Regions from separate parts of the Ovis aries genome. Here region 2 is linked to region 1. Evidence: chromatin contacts called from public Hi-C data. All regions are on one chromosome and are shown on one strand. Each heading gives the region's core, a stretch centred on a gene start, on an enhancer-like site or on the middle of the called end of the contact. The rest is flanking DNA. Distances are from core to core; before and after follow the strand shown.

Region 1 (4,626 bases), core at 300-2,799:
TTTATTATTATTATATTAGCTCCACCTCAGATCATTAGGCATTAGATCCTGGAGGTCAGGGACCCCTGTGGTCTAGCAGATAAGACTCCATGCTTTCACTACAGAGGGCACTGGTTTCATCCCTGGTCAGGGAACCAAGATCTTGCCTGCCTTGAGGTGTGGCCAAAAGACAAAAAAAATCAGTCTAGATTTTTTTCATTAAGAGTTTAATTTTAGGTGTTTAATTTTAGTGTTTTAAGAGTTTAATTTTATTCACTTGCATGATGAAAAGTAGGTCTTCACAAATGTAGGTACTTTTGAATGTTGATGGAATTTTGGTATAATAGTTTTTATTTTGGGGCTTCCCTGGCAGCTCAGAGGTTAAAGCGTCTGCCTGCAGTGTGGGAGACCTGGGTTCGATCCCTGGGTTGGGAAGATCCCCTGGAGAAGGAAATGACAGCCCACTTCAGCATTCTTGCCTGGAGAATCCCATGGACGGAGGAGCCTGGTGGGCTACAGTCCACCGGGTTGCAAAGAGTCGGACACGACTGAGTTTTTATTTTTAGTGCATCTACACCTCAGAGAAATTTGTAAAGTTTGGATACTCCAATATTATACAACTTTGTTTTTAATACCACAATACTGTGCAGATAAATATCTTCAATTTGTAGCTATTAATTCACATTCCTATTAATTTAGGAAAGTGAACTAAGCAATGTTGGTTCTTATTCATAAAGTTTAAAATCAGAAAAAGGTTTTGAGGATCAGTCTTCAATTCTACAATTTTGTGATTGTAGCTCCTGCCATTAATTTGATTTTTGGAAGCCAATTTTAGCATAGAAGAGTCAGCCAGATAATTTCCTGACAAATTTATTTCCTACAGCCCCCATTTTGTTAAAAATGAGAAAATCCAATCATACTTTTGTGTAACTATTTGCAACTGCACGTGCCAAGAAATGTTCAAAGTGTTTAGACGAAACTGGAGTGAACTCTGGCTCACTCTCCAATGCTAGAAAGGCAGGGCAAGAATAGTTCTACCTTCTCTTAGAAATCACCTCAAAACAAAAATGGATGGCAAATAACAGAATGTAAACTCTATCTTCAGCAAACCTAGATACATAGGGAACCATAATACATAGGGAAACTTAACTAAGTTCAGGGAAAGGCAAATGAGCGGTGGTGTTAAGAAGCCAAGTTTCTCTGACCAAAAACTTTTTTTTTTTTGGCCACACTACACACAGCATGTGGGATCTTACTTCTCAGACCAGGGACTGAACCCGCAGAACGTGCAGTGGAAGCACGGAGTCCTAACCACTGTACTGCCAGGGAGGTCCCTGTCCAGAGATGTTGGAGAAAGTCCAGTCCTCCAAAGCAGGGGCCCCGGCATGAGGCAAAACAATGTTTTGTTTGGAACACTAGAATGGTTGCAATGACTGGTGGACAGAAAGTGCCCTAGAGCCCATTTGGCACCAAGGAAAAGCCAGGAAGGTGGGCTGAGAGTACCTCCAGACGAGCCACGGACTGCAGGAGGCAATCTTAGTGAGGCAGGGTGGCAGAGAGAAATTCTGCATTGTGATTGGCCTGAAGGTGCTGCCCTCTGCTGGCAGAGAAAGAATGCACTCATCACAGGAACTGTGAACTGGGGGTAAATTTTGCATCCTTCCAATTCATGAAGGAGACCTTCATGTAGGAGACCTGGGTTCGATCTCTGGGTTGGGAAGATTCCCTGGAGAAGGGAAAGGATACCCACTCCAGTATTATGGTCTGGAGAATTCCATGGGCTTGCAAAGAGTCGGACACGAGTGAACGATTTTCACTTTCACTTTTCACTTTCAATTCATAAAGTCACTGCATTTAAAGATAAGCAATAATTTAAAGGGAACTACTATAAGGTGGTAAAGCGTCTGTCTACAATGCGGGAGACCTGGGTTCGATCCCTGGGTCAGTAAGACCCACTGGAGAAGGAAATGGCAATCCACTCCAGTACTATTGCCTGGAAAATCCCATGGACAGAGGAGCCTGGTGGGCTACAGTCCATGGGGTCGCAAAGAGTCGGACATGACTGAGCAACTTCACTCACTTACTTACTTACTATAAGACATATACTAAGTTAATATTACAAAAGGAGAGAGGGAATAGAAAAACAAAGAAATAACAGATGAAGGATACTCGTGAGAAAAAGACTGTTATAGAGCAACTGATAAATATGACCAAATATATTATCACAAAATTTAAAAAAATACATGTCTCTGTAAAACAAGAGATGATAGACATGAGAGCTCAGGAAAAACTGGGCAAGGCAAGATCACTGAAGGAGATGAAACATGAGTTCATAGAGATAAGGAAACAAATGGAAAAGAAAAATGCCCCTTCTCTTCCCTCAATGGAGAAAATCCTGCTGAGTTTCCTGCTCTGTGCTACTCAAGTACCATTTTATGTTCCCTAACTAGACAGCATATTGAAAAGCAGAGACATTACTTTGCCAACAGAGGTCCGTCTAGTCAAGGCTATGATTTTTCCAGTGGTCATGTATGGATGTGAGAGTTGGACTGTGACAAAGCTGAGAGCCAAAGAATTGATGCTTTTGAACTGCGGTGTTGGAGAAGACTCTTGAGAGTCCCTTGGACTGCAAGGAGATTCAACCAGTCCATCCTAAAGGAGATCAGTCCTGGGTGTTCTATGGAAGGAATGATGCTAAAGCTGAAACTCCAGTACTTTGGCCACCTCATGCGAAGAGTTGGCTCATTGGAAAAGACTCTGATGCTGGGAGGGATTGGGGGCAGGAGGAGAAGGGGACGACAGAGGATGAGATGGCTGGATGGCATCACTGACTCGATGGACGTGAGTCTGAGTGAACTCTGGGAGTTGGTGATGGACAGGGAGGCCTGGCGTGCTGCGACTCATGGGGTCGCAAAGAGTCAGACACGACTGAGCGACTGAATTGAACTGAACTGAACTACATTCAAGGAAAGTTGGACTCTCTGACTGTACATGCTGGTGTTTTTTCCTGACAAATCACCATCATCTTTTAATGAAACTATAAGATAGTATGGAGATAAATGAATCATAAGCAGAACAAAATCTAAGAAGAACAGAATAAAATTAATTAAATTAAAAGCAAAGACTTATTTTTAAAAAACCAGAGTGAAATTAAATAAATGCAAGAACCAGTTCCTTGTACAAAAGAAAAGCTAAGTAAAAATAAACCACTACCTATATAATCATGGGGAAAAAGAATAAAAGGACAGATACACTGGATACAGAACCATATTGGGAATATAATTATAGAAACCAAGGAAAAATGACAAGACCCAAACAAGAGACTATGTAATTATAAGCAAATACATTTGAAAAACTGAATGAAATGGAGTTGCTTTCTTTTTTCTGAGAGAATACAAATGATCAAAATGACCTCTAAAAGGATCTAGCAACCCCACTTCTGGGTATATGTCAGAAGGAAACAGAATCTGTATAGAAGAAATGGCTTTACTCCTATGTCATTGGATTCTTATTCACAATAGCCAAGATACGGAAACAACCAAAGTGCCTGCCAATGAATGAATGGATAAAATGTGGGATATATGTATATATACAAGGGAAATCCCTTAGCCATGACAAAGAAGAAAATCCCGCCATTTGCGACAACATGGATGAACTTGGAGGAAATTATGCTAGTGAAATAAGCCAGAGAGAAAAAGACAAATACTGTATGAGCTCACTTATCTGTGAAATAAAAAAATAAAGCCAAACTCTTAGAAACAGAGAGTAGAATGTGGTTGCCAGGGATTGGGGGGGTGGGAGAAATGGAGAGATACAGGTCTAAGGATGAAAACTTTCATTTATAAGATGGATAATTTCTGGGGATCAGAACTGGCATAGTGCTATATTGTATATGTGATGTAAAGAAAGTAAACCTTAAGCCTCTCACCAAACACACACACACACACACACACACACACACACACACACACACACACACAGGAACTATGTGAGGTGAGAGATGTGGTAGTCAACTTGGTGGTAATCATTTCAGAATATACATAGATATCAAGTCATTATATTGCACACCTTAAATACATATAATTTTGTCAATTATACCTCATTAACGCTAAAAAAAAAAAATGAACTCAAATGACAGAACTATCTAAAGAATATGTAGAACAGGATAAGACTGCCTGACTTAAGCGTCAAGAAATACAGACGTCACAAGAGTCTCACTATCTAGGAGTATGACAGAGCCCAGGTTCCACCTTTTTGTCAGTTCCTCTTGTATTGATTGACCTTTGCAAATTCTAAGGAAAGCAATTATAGGCTTTTCTTAGAGTTTGCAGAAAGAATAAAGGGCTATAAGGGGCCCATAAGCATAAACTCTTGATAAGGCAAAAGGACATGAATATAAGGGTTAAGAGAATGGGCTGTGAAAGAAGCTGGTCCCCAGAGGCAGGTCAGAAACAGTCTGCATCAATAGAATTGAGAGTCATCCCACTGTGAGACTCCTTTAAACTCACTCTTTTCTCTACCAGCTTTGATTACGCCATCCTTTTTCCCTTTTCATTAATTAAGTAAAAATTCACACTGTTGGTACTTGTTAACTGTCTGGTCCTTCAGCTGGGTAACGTCTTCCACAAGAATCAGGAAGCTGTCTCT
Region 2 (4,504 bases), core at 1,507-4,006, 120 kb before region 1:
TGTTAATATTTCATCATAATTCAATTAAAATTTAATTCAATTTCTGAATTCAGAGGATTTAAAACCAGCATAATTAAAAGTAATAAAATGTACAGTCCTCTGATTCTCTTCTCTCTCATCCTCCTATCCTCATCTTCCCTCCAGGCTTTGTTTGCTCACTGCCCACCTCCCTCCCAGACAGCCCCACTTCTTTCTGATGGAATGTTCATTTGCTTGCAAAGAAATGTCTTTTTATTTTTAGCCTGCTCAAGATATTGTCACCCTTCCCATTATCTTCACAAAACCTGGCTCTCACAAAGAATACTGCTATGCTTCTTTTACAGTTTGGTCCAGGGAAGGGTGCTCATTCTTCCATGAACCAGACACCTCCAGGGCTGGGAGGAGGAGGTCCCACCCTTCCAGCTGCTCACTGCGGCTCTCAGCCCAAGGAGTCTTCATAGCTTTGGGTGCAGTGTGATCTGATTGGGCCCCTATGCACAGAAATGTCCCAGGCTTGGGGTCATTTTGAAATTCTTAACGGTCATCTTGAAATTCTTAACAATTGTTACGAGTGAATTATACTTCCTTCCAATTTATATTTTGAAATCCTAATCCTTAGTATCTCAACAATGTGCCTGTGTTTGAAAATAGGACCCTTTAATGAGGTCATTGGGGTAGGCCCTAATCCAGTATGATTGGCGTGAAAAGGAGATTCCGAATCTTATAAGATTCATTAAAAGAAGAGATAAGGACACGGGCACAAAGACTTCATAAAGACACAGGGAGAAAATAGCCATCTCCAAGCCAAGAAGAGGGGCTTCAAGATAAACTAAACCTGCCGGTATCTTGATCTCAAACATCTAGCCCCCAGAAACATGATAATATGTCAGTTGTTCAAGCCATTCAGTCTATAGTTCTCTGTTATAGCAACCTTAGCAAACTAACTTAACAGTTTCACCTTTTAATTTGTATTTTGTAAGTGAGGTCTGATGGAACAGGGGAGCCTATATCAGGGGCTCGGAACCTTGGCTCACATGGGGTTTCACCTCCCACTGCCTCCACACCCCTGGTTAGCTTCTTGCCTCCCAGTCTCCCCTTCCGTGACTGCCGGCATCCTGGGCCCCACCTTCCCTTTTCTGTCCTCTCCCCAGGGCAGTGACTGGGTCATGTCAGCAGAACAAACCCACCTGTGCCCCCCTGCTGCCCTCTGCCCATGGTGAGGGACAGGATGCAGGCACAGGCAGGGTGGGGCTGGGGGAACATTGCCTTGTGCCATCTTCAAGGAGGGTGGAAACACACCTCTCTCTAGACTGGAGGGGCCACAGTATGTGTTTGAATCTCTTGCCCATGCAAACCCAGGCACCGAGGATGGGGTTGTCCTTCTGCTCTGGGGTGGGGTGTTGGGCTGAGGGAAAGTGAAAAAGTAAAGTGAAAGTGTTAGTCCCTCAATCGTGTCCAACTCTTTGTAACTCCATGGACTGTAGTCCACCACGGTTAGGAAGATCCCCTGGAGAAGGAAATGGCTACCCCCTCCAGTATCTTGCCTGGAGAATCCCATGGACGGGGGGCTGAGGGAAGGGGAGACTGATTTTTTTTTTTTTGCCTCCAGCTGGAATGCAGCATCTCAAGTGGAATTCCAAAGCTAGTGGACCATGCCCTGAGTCATGGGACAGAGCAGCCACTGGGCATCTGTGAGGGTCTGCACACACTCTGCAGATATTCCCTGTGGCCAAGGAAGCAAGGCATGAAACAGTAAATAAAAGCAACATGACTGGTCAAGAGAGAGCGACTACAGAAAGGAGAGAGTTTTTAATATTTTGGCACTCAACACGACTGAGCGACTGACCTGAACTGAATTGAACTGAACATCACTGTATTTGAACAAAAGCTCCTACATTTTCATTTTGTACTGGCCCCTACAAATTACATAGCCCTGCTGAGCTGCATACAAAACGATCAGCACTTTTAGGGCTTGTACAGTCTGGCTATTTCACCCTTCTCCTCAATACTCTGACTTCTATTCACACAGTTCACTTCCTTGGCTAGCTTCCTTATCCCCACTGCTAGCTAGCCATCACGGTGTGGTAATCCATTACTAATGTGTGAACCCGTCTACACACTTAATTCTGGTCTAGGACTGCTCCTGCAGTCCATTCTCCTTCGCGTTATCCAACCGCTTCATGTCTCAACCTCGGAGTCCTGATTTAATCCATAAACTCTGAGGCAGATCAGTCAGCTGCATGTCATTGAACACGTTAGCGGCTGTATTTGAGCCCCAGTGGCCTCAACTGTAAAATAAGGAGAATGCTATTAACTTCATAGTTTTGCTGTGAGGTTAAATTAAAATAACACACACGATGCACTTAGCATGGTGCCTGGGACATGGGTGTTCACATGGAATGGCTAGCATCTTCCTCTGGGATCACACCTTCCTATCCTTCTGGCTCTCACCCGTCAAACCGGCCTCCAACACTAAGAATTCCTGACTCTCAACTTCTCCCTTTTCTGTCAAGTTTCTTATGATACCTGCGCTCATCCCCAGACTTCACTTCTCAAAAAATCTTGGCAGCCTTTTCATCCTTTTCTGCCATAGTTGATCTGCAAAGTGTCTGGTCTGTGACACACTGCCCGGCTCCTCAGCAGTTCCCTGTGATGGGCTTTCTCTGCACCTGTACCCAGATGTGCAGGGGAAGGTCCAGGGCAGCACCGCGCAGGCGCGCGCCCGCCGCCGCCGCTCCCGCTCCTTTGCTGTAGCTCCGCCCGGTTTCGGAGTCTCAGGTCGACCTAGCAGCACTTGTTAGAAGGCTTATCTCCAAGCTCCCTTTCCTTTCTGTCCTCTGACCTGAGCCACTGTCCTCAGTTCCTACTTCAGAAGGAAAAAGCCCACAGTGGGCTTGCCTCTGCCTCCGTCTTCTGACGGACAGCCCGCGTACCCTCTGCTCTCCATGGATCTTCTTGGCCTTTTCTTTCTGGGCTCTAGACCTCCTGTCTCTCCTGCATTAGCTGGTCTTTACCATCAGGCTCTTATTTCCCATGTCTGCCTCTCCTCAACATAGAAACTTGATTATGTAGATTTTTCCCGTGTTTAGGAGGGAAACCCCTTCTTGATCATGTCTTCTCTAGCTTCCTCTTTTTCTCAGCCAGGCTCTTTAATAAAGGAGATAGCACTGGCTCACTCCCTTCCTTTACTTCCTGTCTGTTCCTCAGCTCCTTGAAGAAACCGTTTGCCCTCCATTGCATGAAAATTTCTCTCTCTGAGACAGTTACCTTCTAAGGGCAATCAACAGTTAGTCTTCACCAGTCCTCTGATTCCTCTGCAGCGTCCGACATTGCCAAATTCTACTTCCTTCTGGAAGGGCTCACTCTCTCTCTCTCCGTCTCTCTCCCCTTCTCTCCTGGTTATATTTCTACCATTTTGACTCATCCCTCTCTTCTTTCCCTTCTTCTTCTCTTTCCCCCTCCTCCCTACTTCAGAAGGAAAAATAGAGAGACACCCTCCTTTCCTTCAGGTTTCCCCCACTCTGGGCTTCCACCTCCACCTTCTTTCCTCCTGTCACAGCCTCCCTTGATGAATTCACTTGCTCCCCTGACTGTAACCGCTCTGCATTTTCTGGTGAGCCCACAGTGCCAGGCCCCAGGCCCACTGCACCGAAGTAGCACAGCGGACTCAACATTGATCAGCCACTCCTCAGACCAGCTGAACGGACTGGGAGCAAATCGGTCAACCTCTGTAAGTCTCAGCTTCCTCATTTGTACGATGAGTAACATATTTCTTGAAGGGCTTATTGTGAGGATTCAAATAATGCAGAAACAGCACAGTTCCTGGCCCATATAAATGACTCAATAAATGCCAGTGACGCTGCTGTTGCTAATGGTGATGCTATTTAAGGGTAACTGTTATTCAAGCCTTGCTGAGTGTTTGTAAGATTCACCTACACCTGCTCTCTCCCACTGAAGAGACCGTGGACACTTCTTTTGCCCAACAGCACCTCTTTTTGTCTATAATCACAACATCTGGAGCTGCTGCCTGCTCTCTGCTTCTTCTCATGTCTAACCCACAAAGAGAGGGGTGCTCTATCTTGACTTCCTGACTTGAATAATCTCCTGTCTGACTTGGTCTTTCTGTGGGCTGCAGAATTTAAAAAGCCTGTTATTAAAACCCCATAGTCTCCCATACTATGTAAGGCCTAGTTAATACTGACATGCTCGATGTTTTTTGGTACGTTATTTGTTACAGCTCTGTTTGTACACATCAAGCACAGTGTGGGGGACCCTATCCAACAGGATAAAGGCCTGGTCCTGGCCTACTTTTCTACTTTATCCACCCTGCTATAAGAGCTCATGCTTCACCGAATGGAACCACGGACAGTTTCCAGAAGCTACCATACTGCTCCAGCTTCTCCATTCAAGTAGCTTGTCTCCGTTTCTACACTCCTTTGTACAACCACCCCTGACTCTCTCCCCAGCCCCTTGCCAAATTAGCTGTTTCCACTTTGTCTATCTGGACGCAGCTCTGGTTGGTTCT

What was found. A called contact is a pair of places that touch in the nucleus more often than the background predicts.
Region 2: a contact with region 1 is called in a Hi-C map of liver, with 4 times the contacts expected there. The contact joins the promoter of HELB here to the enhancer-like site in region 1. A contact is called at or near these places in 3 of 16 Hi-C or Micro-C datasets (hypothalamus, liver and tail adipose tissue).

The regions. Positions count from the first base shown.
Region 1 is chr3:153,584,689-153,589,314 of ARS-UI_Ramb_v3.0, reverse strand. All of the region lies in intron 18 of GRIP1 (glutamate receptor interacting protein 1), which reads right to left. Among named protein-coding and RNA genes, the nearest start is that of HELB, 120 kb to the left of the region's middle. Within about 2 kb of position 1,549, at least 1 of the 54 cell types and tissues checked has an H3K27ac peak or open chromatin away from gene starts, as enhancers often do. A contact at or near this core is called in liver, where this site is marked.
Region 2 is chr3:153,709,065-153,713,568 of ARS-UI_Ramb_v3.0, reverse strand. HELB (DNA helicase B) reads left to right here and starts at 2,756. Exons shown (of 13, transcript XM_060412843.1): 1 at 2,756-3,709.